Linked DNA regions of Sus scrofa: region 2 is linked to region 1. A link is a contact called in public Hi-C data. All regions are on one chromosome and are shown on one strand. The core of a region is the stretch at or near the end of the contact, and the rest is flanking DNA. Distances in the headings are between cores, read along the strand shown. Region 1 overlaps GCM1 (chorion-specific transcription factor GCMa). Region 2 overlaps ELOVL5 (elongation of very long chain fatty acids protein 5).

What was found. Hi-C and Micro-C count contacts between places; a contact is called where the count stands out from the background.
Region 2: a Hi-C map of liver shows a contact between it and region 1, with 2.8 times the contacts expected there. The contact joins two enhancer-like sites. A contact is called at or near these places in 1 of 5 promoter capture datasets (liver) and 2 of 47 Hi-C or Micro-C datasets (both in liver).

Annotation. Positions count from the first base shown.
Region 1 is chr7:46,778,655-46,785,625 of Sscrofa11.1, forward strand. The region is part of intron 2 of GCM1 (chorion-specific transcription factor GCMa); the gene reads right to left. Among named protein-coding and RNA genes, the nearest start is that of GCM1, 16 kb to the right of the region's middle. Within about 2 kb of position 4,172, at least 1 of the 83 cell types and tissues checked has an H3K27ac peak or open chromatin away from gene starts, as enhancers often do. A contact at or near this core is called in liver, where this site is marked.
Region 2 is chr7:46,877,463-46,884,505 of Sscrofa11.1, forward strand. It overlaps ELOVL5 (elongation of very long chain fatty acids protein 5), which reads right to left. Exons shown (of 8, transcript XM_021098831.1): 3 at 5,057-5,244. Among named protein-coding and RNA genes, the nearest start is that of ELOVL5, 52 kb to the right of the region's middle. Within about 2 kb of position 5,684, at least 4 of the 83 cell types and tissues checked have an H3K27ac peak or open chromatin away from gene starts, as enhancers often do. A contact at or near this core is called in liver, where this site is marked.

The DNA of each region.
Region 1 (6,971 bases), core at 2,922-5,421:
CTGCAGCCACTGGCCTACGCCAGAGCCACAGCAACACGGGATCCGAGCCGCGTCTGCATCCTACACCACAGCTCAGGGCAACGCCGGATCGTTAACCCACTGAGCAAGGGCAGGGACCGAACCTGAAACCTCATGGTTCCTAGTCGGATTCGTTAAACACTGCGTCACGACGGGAACTCCGAGACACTGCTTTCAAATTTTTTTTTTTTTTCCTTTTCTCTTTTCTGGGGCAGCACCCACGGCATATGGAGGTTCCCAGGCTAGGGGTCTAATCAGAGCTGTAGCTGCTGGCCTACCCCACAGCCACAGCAACTCGGGATCCCAGTCGCATCTTCGGCCTACACCACAGGTCACGGCAATGCCAGACCATTAACCTGCTGAGCAAGGCCAGGGATAGAACCTGAAACCTCATGGTTCCTAGTCAGATTCGTTAACCACTGAGCCACGACAGGAACTCCCTACTTGTAGTTTTAATAAGGTATCTTAAGAATTAAATACACACTATTACATAAAACTAATGAATTAAAATGAAAATTCTGAAATGAGGTATCAAAAGTATTTACATTATCATGTTATTATGTTAAAATTGATTTTCCCTTGGAATATAGTCCACTCTGATGTAAAGCAATTATCTGCAAGGTTTTCTTAATTCTTTTTCTTTTTTTTTTTTTGTTGTTGTTGTTGCTGTTGTTATTGTTGTTGTTGTTGTTGTTGCTATTTCTTGGGCCGCTGCCGCGGCATATGGAGGTTCCCAGGCTAGGGGTTGAATCGGAGCTGTAGCCACCGGCCTACGCCAGAGCCACAGCAACGCGGGATCCGAGCCGTGACTGCAACCTACACCACAGCTCACGGCAACGCCAGATCGTTAACCCACTGAACAAGGGCAGGGACCGAACCCGCAAGCTCATGGTTCCTAGTCGGATTCGTTAACCACTGCGCCACGACGGGAACTCCTCTTTTTCTTTTTTGTCTTTTTTTTTAGTACCACACAGGAGGTGTATGGAGGCTCCAGGCTAGGGGTCGAATGGGAGCTGTAGCCACCAGCCTACACCAGAGCCACAGCAACTCAGGATCTGAGCCTCATCTTTGACCTACACACAGCTTTCGGCAACCCTGGATCCTTAACCCACTGAGCAAGGCCAGGGATGGAACCGCATCCTCATGGATGCTAGTCAGGTTCTTAACTGAGCCGCAATGGGAACTCCTGCCAGTTTTTCTTTAATAAGAATAGTTTATTAATTCCTTATAAATAAATGCTTCCCAATAAAACAGGGCTAGCAAAGAGATACACATTAAAACAAATCAGAGAGAGGGAAAAACTTAGATTTACCTATGCAACACAGAAAAAAAAAAAATTCGACCAGCATTTTGACTTACCTTCAACATTTCAAGAATTTAGCTCTTTTGAGCCAGCTGGAAACCCAGCTCCAAGTGTTATCCAAGGGAGAAATACAATTCAACAAAATGCTTTTGAGTTAACTTAAAAATGACTCTTTTGGGAGTTCCCGTCGTGGCGCAGTGGTTAACGAATCCGACTAGGAACCATGAGGTTGCGGGTTCGGTCCCTGCCCTTGCTCAGTGGGTTAACGATCCGGCGTTGCCGTGAGCTGTGGTGTAGGTTGCAGACGCGGCTCGGATCCCGAGTTGCTGTGGCTCTGGCGTAGGCCGGTGGCTACAGCTCCGATTCAGCCCCTAGCCTGGGAACCTCCATATGCCGCGGGAGCGGCCCAAGAAATAGTAACAACAACAACAAAAGACAAAAAAAAAAAAAAAAAAGACTCTTTTGGCTAACCTGCAATTTCCTACCTCAGGTTCCTGCCTCAGATTCCAAACTCTGTCAGATCCCCTTCTTTTCTCCCTTTCCTTTCCAACTCTACCCAGCTCAGCAAGGGACCTTCTGAGGAGAGTCTTTGCTACTACAGATGCAGTAATGCTCCCATCCCCATCTCCCGGAAGCATAGGGTAGAGGAAGAATTCTGGTCCCAGTGCGACCCAATGCCCAATGGAGTCTATATAGATGGAGCTGTCCCATAGAGTTCAAATGACCTTGAGATGGAGGAGAAAGCTGGACATGGAGTTCCCTGGTGGCTCAGTGCATTAAGGACCTGGTGTTGTTACTGTTGTGGCACAGGTTTGATCCCTGGCCCGGGAACTTCCACAAGCCATGGGGGTGGCCAAAAAAAAAAAAAGAGGGCTGGACAAAAAGGACAAAGTCATGAGTGTTCCCTTCAGACCAACAACAACATGACCTGATCATGCAGTCAGGTAATAATTGACCAGAACTCCAGAATCTAGTTTACCCGTTAGCTCCCTCATGCCAAGACACATCTGATTACATTTATCTACATGAATTCACAGAATGAGCCCAAAGATTCTCCTCTGCTTGTAAGACAGAGGCAAAGGAAAATGCACTGCTTAAAATCATAATCCAGGAGTTCCCAATGTGGCGCAGTAGGTTAAGGATCCGGCATTGTCTCTGCAGTGGCTCAGGTCGCTGCTGAGGTGTGGGTTTGATCCCTAGCCTGGAAACTTCCATATGCTGTGGGTGTGGCAAAAAAACAAAAATTAAAAATTAAAAATAAATTTAAAAGGAGTTCCCGTCGTGGCGCAGCGGAAACGAATCCGACTAGGGACCGTAGGGTTATGGACTCTATCCCTGGCCTTGCTCAGTGGGTTAAGGATCCGGTGTTGCCGTGAGCTGTGGTGTAGGTTGCAGATGCAGCTCAGATCTGGTGTTGCTGTGGCTCTGGTGTAGGCCGGTGGCTACAGCTCTGATTAGACCCCTGGCCTGGGAACCTTCATATGCTGCGGCCCTAAAAAGACGGAAGACTAAATAAATAAATAAATAAATTTAAAAACTTAATCTTGGTCCAGGAATTAACTCATCAGAGATGTGGCCACTTTTTTTAATTTATTATTTTTATTAAAGTGTAGTTGATTTATAATGTGCCAATTTCTGCTGTACAGCAAAGTGACCTATCGTACACACACGATGTGGCCACTTTGATGTTGATTCACCAGGCTTTAGGTGGGCTTGTAATTATGTTTAGCCTAGGTACAGTTTTAGGTTTTCTCTACAAAAAGAGTACTTAAACCTTGGAATTGTGTGACTTAATGGCCCCATGTAGCTTTAGTCATGGGTTTAATCTGAAAACCGCTTGTGCTCAGAAACAAAATGATTCTGGGTGTTTGTCTGCTGCGGTGCTTATTGGAACTCTGTGCCCTGCTCAGAGAAACTGGCAGGTGATGGGAGCGGCATGCCTGCCTTGCATCTCCCTGCTAAGCGGGTCCTATTTAGGAGAAAAAAGAATTGATTTTCTTCCTGATTTTCAATCAGAAAAAAAAATTTCTTAAGGATTCAAAGCTCTCAAATATTACAATCAGTATTAATGAAAAGTGTCCAAGTGACAAACCACGCAATGAACATTTTTAGTGAAGATAAGTCTAACCCAAACCCAGACATTTGCAAACACTAAAGCAATTACATTTGGACTTTTAAAATGCAAACATAATTTATGGGACTAGGAAGGGAAAGCAAAATTGGTGTATTACATCACTCGAGCAGAATAAAGAAACTTTTTTTGGCAGTACTGCAGCACTCAGAAATTCCCAGGCCAAGGATCGAACCCATGCCACAGCAGAGACCTGAGCTGACAATATCGGATTCTTAACCCGATGTGCCCCCAGGGAACTCTCTGGAATAAAGAAGCTTTTATTGATGATGGTTTCTAGTAAGTTAGGTGCCTGCAATTCTGGGCTGGCTCCCTGGGGGGCTGGATAAAGAAGTGGTATCGAAATAACAAGTTAGACAAGCAGCCAGAAACAAGTGAAATGGAGATTTATAAAGACATATATGCAGCTGAAAGAAAGGAGAAGCATACGTGAAACCAATCCAGGGAGGGATGACTTAGTGAGGACAAGAGACTCTCCAGGCCTTAGATCTGATCATGATGCTTTCCAGCCCAATAAGCTTCCCACTGTCTTTAAAATAACCAAATCCTCTTAGGACAACCTGCATCTGAACCACCTTTCAGGCCAGAGGCCTTCAGATCTCCTTGCCAAAAGTAGCCATGGAATAGACCTCAAATTCAGGGGCCCAAACTCTTATCTTCATCTGACCTAACCCTCTCACATTGCACAAGGTACCTGTCCAGAGCAAGCCCTTTGCCAAATCCTCTGCCTAGCTCCCTGTGCCCTCGTTATGCTGAATTACATACACCTTCTTTCAGCACCTGTAGCATTTTTCTCTGTGGCATTGATTCTCTGTTTGGGCACTGATCTTGTTCCACAGGCCCCAGCAGGTCATTAGCCTTCCATGGAAGTTAACCTGGCTTAGTGGTCCCTGTACCCCTGGGCCCATTATTGTGTCTGGCACATACCAGTCACTCAAAAATCTCTGATGTCCTGGTGAGGATGTCATTGTTCACTGTGGCCAAAAATTAAACAACAAATTGGATCTATCTGGGAAGTATAAAGGGCTGTGGAAACCAGGACCAGAACATGCAATGAGCTCTCAGGTGACCATCTTGAAACTTGAAGCAGGTGAATGGACTAACAAGAAAGGAATGTGACTGCAAGTTGCAGGAATTTGCCGGAATCCTGGCAAGAAGATACAAACAAACTATGAAAAACAAACTATAAATTCTTGGTATGGGTGGGACAGAGAATGAAATTGGGGAAATATATAATAATTACAAGCCATTGATGGCTTTTATAAATGTAATCCTTTAAAATATATCTTTAATGCCCAAACAGGTAGACACTTAGCGCCTGTAGGGCTGCATGAAAAGCGGGCTCCACGAAAAGCGGGCTCCACGATCAAAATAAGTTAGGGCAACATAGCCAACACAGCCTCCCTTTGGGAGCGCCACCAGTGCAATAAGAAAGGCACCAGGTCTGCAGTAAAGATATCTGCTTAACTTGGTTAAACTTAGTACTTCCTTTCTTCCTTCACAGTACCCATTAAAATTCCCCATAACTTACATACTACAGAACACATTTTGGGAACACGTCTGTTCTAAACAGCTTAGAGATTTAGGCAGAGTATATAAAGAATTACTATTTTCATTTTATAGAGGTGGTAACAAAGACTAAGGAAAATAGATTTGTTTAAACAACAAATGCTGGAAAGGGTGTGGAGAAAAGGGAACCCTCCTACACATTTGGTGGGAATGTAAGCTGGTGCAGCCACTGTGGAAAACAGTACGAAGATTCCTCAGAAAACTAAAAACAGAATTACCGTATGATTCAGCAATCCCACTCCTGGGCAGATATCCAGACGAAACTATAACTCAAAGAAATACATGCACCCCTATGTTCATAGCAGCACTATTCACAATAGACAAGACATGGAAAAAACCTAAATGTCCATCGACAGATGAATGGACACAGAAGATGTCGCAGACACGGCTCAGATCTCGCATTGCTGTGGCTGTGGTGTAGGCCGGCAGCTACAGCCCCAATTAGACCCCTAGCCCAGGAACCTCCATATGCTGCGGGAGTGGCCCTAGAAAAGGCAAAAAGACAAAAAAACAAAACAAAACAAAACAAAAAAACACCCATTTGCATAAACGAATCACTTTACTGTGCAGCAGAAATTAATACAACATTGTAAATCAATTATACCCGAACTGAAAAAAAAGAAAATAGATTTGCTTAGAGTCACGCAGATGAAAAGCCACAGAGCCATGCATTAGTGAATTTCATATTTGTCGTTTGTGTCTAACATGAGCCAGGCAGTGTGGTTGGCACCAGGTCCCCATTCTAGGGTTTAGGCTACCTTTCCCAATCTCAGGTCCCTGAATCCTAGACTGTAAGAACTAAAAGGGTCCCTAAGAGAGCATTTAGTGCAACCACCTCATTTTCAGAAGAGGACAGGGAATCTCAAAAAGGCTAAACCACCTTGTGTCATTCTACAAATAAAAGGAGGCGGAATTGGGATTCAAAGCCGGGGTGTGATCTCCTGGCTCGCTTCTCCCAGTTCACCACTCTGACTTCAGAAATGCTCTCAAAATATACAACCTAATGTGCTTTGGAAATCCTTCTAAGACCTTTTATTTTTCACTTCAACCGAGTCTTGCTAGGATTCCAAAGCCAGCAGAAACCCAAATGAGGACGGTGTTGATGCTGCTTAGAAAATACTAAGGAACGTTTTGCACTTAGAATCATTTCCCTGGCATATTTAATACATTGAAGGCCATTTACATATTTCCATGAGCAATCAGACTTTTTCTATGAACTAAAAAAATTATACGTTTCCAAAGCTGTGTGTTTTTGTTGGACATGTCTCAGTTTAACGTCTTGGGGAGCTGAGAATGCTTTTGTTTTGGAAAATTCATGTTGGAACATGAACTTATATCAGGCCTGAGATCCCCTCCAGGGAAGTGTTTCTTCCTTTCTTTTGTCTACAGATCTGATGAACGATATGAATCCTCTGTCCCAGAAAAAAATTATATGTGAGTACAGCGTTGCCTGCCATTTCAGAAGGTTCTCAGAACCCATGAAAACTCCCGCTGTAGCATATGACTTGGCAAAAATCACCTATGAACCTGCTTCCTTCTTGATTTTGTCTTGATTTTACGCCCAGTGTCTCTATTTGGGGGCTGCCCTCATGTGTTAAGGGATATGGGTCCCTGAGCCTGGAGTGATCAAAATTTACCTTCAAGTTTCCCCTAAAACGGCTACAACAATTGTAAAGCAATTTATAAGCAACGACAAATCCCTAAAATAACTATTTGCGTGATTTAGCTGTGGTGGCTTTAACCATCCTTACATGAACGGAGAGTAGGGCGTACTCTGGGCTCCGCAGCTCTTCTAAGACCCACTGGGAGAAAACAGGGGAAGGGAGTTAAGGAGAAACATGAGAAACAAAAGAAACACTTCATCAGAGTAAAATCTGGAATGGTTATAAATCCAGACTGGGGAGGAGTTCCGTGGGTTAAGGACCTAATATCTCCATGAGGATGCGGGTT
Region 2 (7,043 bases), core at 4,434-6,933, 100 kb after region 1:
GAACATAACAGAAGATAAAATCAGAAAAAGAATGTATATATATGTATGACTGGGACACTTTGCTATAAAGCAGAAATCAGCACGACACTGTAAATCGCCTATACTTTAATTTCAAACAAACAAACAAACAAAAAACCCAGAGGCATCAGAAATTTTCAAGAGGAGATTCAAAGAAAAACTACTGACTTCCTGTTCTGGCAATGCAACAAAGTGAATAAAAGGAGAACCATCTTCCACAGTGGTAACACAATGCAGAAATGCTACCTCCATGAGACACCGAAAAAACTCCTATATCACTGATGCCTAATTATATGTTGAGGTTTCCCCCCCAAAAAAAAATTCAGAAAAGAGGATGTTAGCTTATATTCAAGTCCTTTTAAAATGTCTTTTTATGTGGGGAAGATGCATCAGCCTGAGATGACTCTAGTAACACTAGCTTGGGATACTCACACAGGACACCCAACAAACCCTCCTGGTTTTGTTTTTAAAGAGGTAAAGAAATTTAACAGCTATAATAATTCTTCCCAAAAGCATGACCTCACAGGTGTTGCTGAAAGAAAACTTTTTAAAATTAAAATATAGTTGATTTACAATGTTTCTTCAATTTCTGTTGAACAGCAAAGTGACCCAATCACACACAATTCCCTGTCCTGTACAGTAGTAGGGCCCCATTGCCCTGAAAGAAAACGTTTTAAAGAATATTTTAAAAAGCAACATAGCAAAGTTAAGTTTGAGATCACGGTCATATCTAACTATGGAGTTAAAAAACTCTAATATTTCCATGTTATGGAGTGAAAGAAGGAAAAAGCAGTGAACTTTCAGAGATAAGAGATGTACAGTAACTAAAACTGGATACAACCACAGATTAGACACAGTTGAAAGTATGAGTGAATTAGAGGAATGCAGAAGATAAAAGTGCAAAAAATATGAAAGAAGGTGAGAGAGGTAGAGGATGAGAGTGTCCAACACACACCTAACAGAAACTCTAGACAGAGCTGATGGAGGAGGAAGAGGAGTTGATTCCTGAGGACTTTCCCAAATCAGTGAAACATATACATTCTCAGCTTGGCCGTCTTGAATGAAACTAAATAAAAGCAGATGACTACCTGGCACACCCTTTTTTTTTTTTTTTTGCTTTATAGGGCTGCATCCACGGCATATGGAGGTTCCTAGGCTAGGGATCCAATCAGAACTGCAGCTGCCGGCCCATGCTACAGCCACAGCAACGCCAGATCTGAGCCGCCTCTGCCACACACACCATAGCTCACGGCAACGCCGGATCCCCAACCCACTGAGCGAGGCCAGGGATCGAACCTGCAACCTCATGGTTCCTGGTCGGATTCGCTGCCGCTGCACCACGACAGGAACTCCTTGTACACACTTTTAAAACAATTTTAGAGCTACCTGGAAGAATAAGATTACCTACAAAATGGGACTGCAGCAGGCTTCTCTGGAATAAATCTGCAAAGTGATGGGAAATAACTGCTGATCTAATCCCATGCCCTGCTAAAACACAGCCAACACATAAAGACAAATAAAATGATGCTCAAACAGGGACTGAGTTCACCCTTCACCGAAAAGGAATCACTTCAGAAGAAACATGAACCTCAAAGGAAAGAGGATTTCACAGACGAACTGAACAAAGAAAATAAGTAAGCATGGGCTGTAATAATGATGATTGTTGACCTCAGAAAAAAGGTGGAACTAAACACACCTGCCAATAACACGGAAGATGGGGGACTCTAAGTCCAAATCTTCTACGATCCTTGTGTTATTCAGGAGTAGAAACAGTAGTTCACTTTAGACTTCATTTAAGTCAACAGGGAGTGTGAAAAACTTACAGGAAACTACTGAATAACATAATTAGAATAAATGACTTTTCAATCAGTGGAGTTATATCTCTATCTGTCTATCCAACAGAAAATAGGAAACAAAGAAAAACAGCAAAGAAAACTTATACACACACACACAAAGGTGATAGAAATTATTCCAAAATAAGAATTATTATGCTGAATAAAAATGGATTAAAATTTCTCCACTAAAAGACAAAAGAGTATCAAGATTCAGCCATTCCATAAATGAATTTATCCGTGAAACAGAAACAGACTCACAGACATAGAGAACAGACTTGTGGCTGTCAAGGCAGAGGAGAGGAGGGATGGTTGGGAGTTTGGGATTAGCAGATGCAAACTATATTACATTACTGGGTGGACCTGAGCAAGTAAACTGGAGTCCAGCCTGGGCACACTCTACACAACGAGGAAAAAGCCACAAGCTGGTAAGTGGGAAAATGGGGGTTCTCAATCTTGGGGACAAGGGGAAAGACATGCAGAAAGAACAGTGGGGCTTCCATTCAGATGAAAGACGCTCTGGTCTATGGTCTACAGTCATACCACCCTGAACACGCCCGATCCTGTCTGAAATATGCCCTGGACTTATGGGTAGAAAGGCACGAAAGATTTTTATATCTGCTATGAGGCCACAGTTTTACAAAGCTGAGTTACTCATGCAAACTAAGTGGTTTCTCTTCTATAACTTGATGTTTTTACTGCTGAGCCTCCCTCACCGACTGTGATCTTAGACAACACCTAATTTAATAAGAGAAAGCTCAAAGGCTTGCTGTGCAGTCCTTGACTCCCAATCTGAAAGACACCAAACACACTTCTCATCAGGGATCTATGACCTTGTTCCTGGAATAAACACCACCGTTGATGAGGTGATTACAAGGAAGACCACGTCTCTCCTTCCAATTTTCTTTCTACCAAATGTATAAGCTATGAACAAGTCTACGTTCTTCCTACATCTTAAACTCAGTTTCACAGTTTCAAAACAGTCCTTTAGTTATTTCCTTCTTCTGGTTATTTTAAAGCTTCAGGGATTCCCCTCTCATTTCCTTTTTATCTCCCTCTTTCAAGATTTCTCCTTGTCTCCTTTAAGTGACAGTTCATTTTATTTGTATTAGCCTGAACTTTTGCCAAGGCAGCTGTGAATTCATACCACAGGATTAAAGAAACAAAGATATCAATGGCTACATATTTATTTTTAAGATTCTTTACAGATCTGAATATGCAAGATAAGCAGGAGGGTAAATAAAGACTAATCGTTGTGACCACACCCAGAGTATAACCACAGGGCAATGGCTCCAACTCTTGGTTTATGTAAGTACGGGGGAAAAAAAAAGTCAGACAAAACAAAATGTAAAAACTATCTAATGTGGGTACCAGGGTTTATTTTCCACTGTGGAATATGGGATCTGGGTCTATTTTTATAAACTTGATTTAAGGAATATTACCTCCTTATCTGTAACTTTTCTAAGTACTCTAAATTGTTAGTTTGAAATGCTATTTCCCTCTCTATACTTCCTTAGTCTCTATAGTCAGGGCTGAGACACTGTCTCACCAAACTGTCAGAGGAAAACCTGTGCCTCCTCTGGCAATGCTCTCAGAATCCCCCAAATTCGCTCACATGCAGATAAGCAACCTCTGCAGCACTTTTTCCCCCTTCTTTACCAGAGAGGGACCTGTTTAAGAGGTGAATTATGATGAAGTTGTCATTGTACTTCTAGGGTTTGGGAAACATATAAAGCATCTACTTAAGTTCTACAAGGTATAATCGTCATAAATGCTTTTTCTCTAGAATATTGCCATGTGTAATAATAAACTCTACATCCTTCCTAAGGAAACAGCTCTATCATCTATCAATTACAAGAAAGCAGATGGTTCTCTGTGACACCTGATGGCTTGCTGCAGTTTTGTCCCTGGAAATGAGCACAGCGAGGGGCCCACTCCTGTGCGGCCCCCGCCTCTGGGCCTGTAAACTCCACCTCGGAGGCTAATTAAACTGCCTTCGCTCTGGAATAGGACAGAAAAGAAGCAAAAAAGGCGTTGTAAGCATTTCACAGAATGTCAAGCACAAAAGCAGTGATGGGAGCATTTAGCACCCTGTCATAAATCTTTACCTTGGTTTAGGAAAATACACATGGGGGAACCAGACCCAGATCTGCCCCCCCCCGCCCCCCCTCCCCCACCACAGCGCCTATGACAGTCAGACACAGTGCCTCCCGCTGCTCCTGCATCACACCATCACACACACACACACAGGGATCCCTGCACAGCCAGAGGCCAAGGAGGAATTCACTCTAAGATCTGTACTGACTTCTCCCCTCTTTTTCAGTACTCCTTGGAGAATTAAAGCCACATGGAAGGTTAAAAAGGAGCACTAAAAAGTGTTTGTTTTACATAAGGCTTAATTCTCCACCCCAGAGATTCGGCTGCAGTTTTGTGTTATAACCTGAAGGGAGTAGTTTTGCCCCTAAAACGTACACAAACTGTACTTAGCACAGATGGAGCTTTCCTTCCCTTCTAACTTTAAAGGCTAAATGACTAGACTATCAAAACAGGTGAGACCTATGTGTTGATTCCAACGTGTCTTTCACTCTTACTTAAGCCGTGGAGATCATCAAATTTGCTTTTCAACATCCCTATTATATAGACAAAAAAAATAATCTGGCCTCTTACGCAGGCCATTCAAACCCTTAAAGCAGACCTCACTATCTACTCTTCTAAGCTTTAAAAAAATAACCTGTCAAATCTTCAAGCTGTTTACAGTGACAAGATCAGGACAGAGACGCTGATTTATCACAAACACAGCAAATGCAAGCCCTGCCCACTTTCTCTCTCTACCTCCAAACAGAAAACAGGCATTTATTAAATGCTTAGTAATACGATGCTCACAGATGTGTTTTTCATGTTCTGTTCATTTTCCACTCTGTATTTTGCTTGCAAGAGAGTATTTCTGAAATACTTATTTTAATTCTAAGTGTAATACAAAACATAAATAACAAAAGAATCAATAGCAAAGCCTGCTATGTTAGATATTCCAGGAGGCGTATTTGTACAAATAACTCTGGCATTTTGAAAAATCGATTCTAGAACATCCTCGCAACGCATTACTGTACCTGCCCTCCCTGTTCTCTCCCCGCATGCACTTAGAGACACAATTCAGGATGGCGGCATGTCCATTTAAGTGAGACGAGACCGGGCTGCCCCTCACCTACCTCATAGAACATATAGAGAGAAAGCAGTGTGAGTCCAAGGTTATACACAACCAAAATCCCCCGGCAAGAGAATGGCTGCCTATTCTTCATATATTTTGGTCCCAGCCACACAATTAGCAAGTATAGGATGGAGCAGACCAAAGTAGGGATGTAATTGTCCAGAAGAAACCATCCTTTTACTCTGAGATCTGGAAAAGAAGAAAAGAAAAACATTTAGTGATTGATAAAGCAGATACAAAAATAACCACGATGTTTTTCAAACATTAGAAATTTTCTCTAACCACACTTTTCCAGTCATCACCTACTACAGTTGTTCTTCAGGTAACAGAAAAGCGACTAGAAGAGGAAGTGAGTCTTTAATATACAGCCTGCAAAGTGACACTGTCATTCATGTTCTGAATAACGACGTGGAAATTTTTCATGGGTTTTGCTAAGAAAAATACTTAAAAAAAAAAACCTTTCTAAAGTCTCTTAAAGAAAACAAAGAGAAAGCTCAAATCTCCATTAACATGACTGATGAACTAGGCTTGCTGAATGACGCAAGGGACAACGAAACCCTAGCAATGCAGTCTTGGGGCTCCAAAGTCCTCCATTTCAGCCACGTGTCAGCAAATTTGCCCATGTATGTGGACTCAGGAAATGTGCCACTCAGCCAGCTCTGTGATCGCAGCAGTGTCTGCTAGGAGTGCTGTGGTCAACAGCAGAGGGGACGATGACTTTTTTTTTTTTTTAAAGTGAGGGTAAAGAGGCAATGACCAGATAAGTGACTGTTTAAGAGAAGATCGACACTGATTCCAGGAAATTACTGGTGGAGGAGGAACCTCCCCTTTTCTAGAAAGGACGGGAAAGGAAAAGGAAAACTCATTCCAAGTAGCTACCTTGGCAATCTGACAGCCCTCTCCTGGATGGGAGCAAACTCGCTGGCACTCAGATCCCCCAGGTGTCATCTGTCCCCTGAGAGAGTCCATCCTCTAGCTGACTCTGCAACATAGTCCCCCCTGCATCCTGCTACGGTGAGCCCCACACCTGTTGCCCTCCATCTATCCACCCTCCAAGGCCCAGGGGGAGCTCAGAGGACAGGTCAGTTTCACCTCCTCTATTGTCTAAGCAGCAGCAGCTAAGTGAGGACAGTCCTGGCCCCTTCTTTGACCTGACCAGGACATCTTGCTACTCTCTCCAATGCTTTCCTTTGACTTTGTAGGACAAGTAGAGGTTAAGTAGAGCATTTGTCCACTTGGGGAACCGCTGTCAGCCTCCTTTCCTGCAGACCCTCTAAGTTCCCCCAGTGCTTCTTTCTTCTCTTGGCTTCAGAGGGAGATATCTCCACCCTCTCTCCACCAGTGATGCCAGGATGGGGTGTTGGAGGGGGTTACTGTTTGGTCCGTGGAACTGTGCTTCTAAGAGGCCTTCGAGGAGTTCCCATCGTGGCTCAGTGGTTAACAAATCCGGCTAGGAACCATGAGGTTGCTGGTTCGATCCCTGGCCTTGTTCAGTGGGTTAAGGATCCGGCGTTGCTGTGGCTGTGGTGTAGGCCAGCAGCTACAGCTCGGATTAGACCCCTAGCCTGGGAACCTCCATATGCCATGCATACGGCCCTAGAAATGACAAAAAGACAAAAAAAAAAAAAAAAAAAAAAAAAGAGGCCTTCGAGGAAGAGGCTGCTCCAGCAAACTTAACAAGGGGATTTTTTTTTTTTTTTTTTTGTCTTTTTGCTATTTCTTTGGGCCGCTCCCGCGGCATATGGAGGTTCCCAGGCTAGGGGTCAAATCGGAGCTGCAGCCACCGGCCTACGCCAGAGCCACAGCAACGCAGGATCCGAGCCACGTCTGTAACCTACACCACAGCTCACGGCAACGCCGGATCGTCAACCCACTGAGCAAGGGCAGGGACCGAACCCGCAGCCTCATGGTTCCTAGTCAGATTCGTTAACCACTGCGCCACGACGGGAACTCCCACAAGGGGATTCTTAACACTCTTTGTTTTCAGC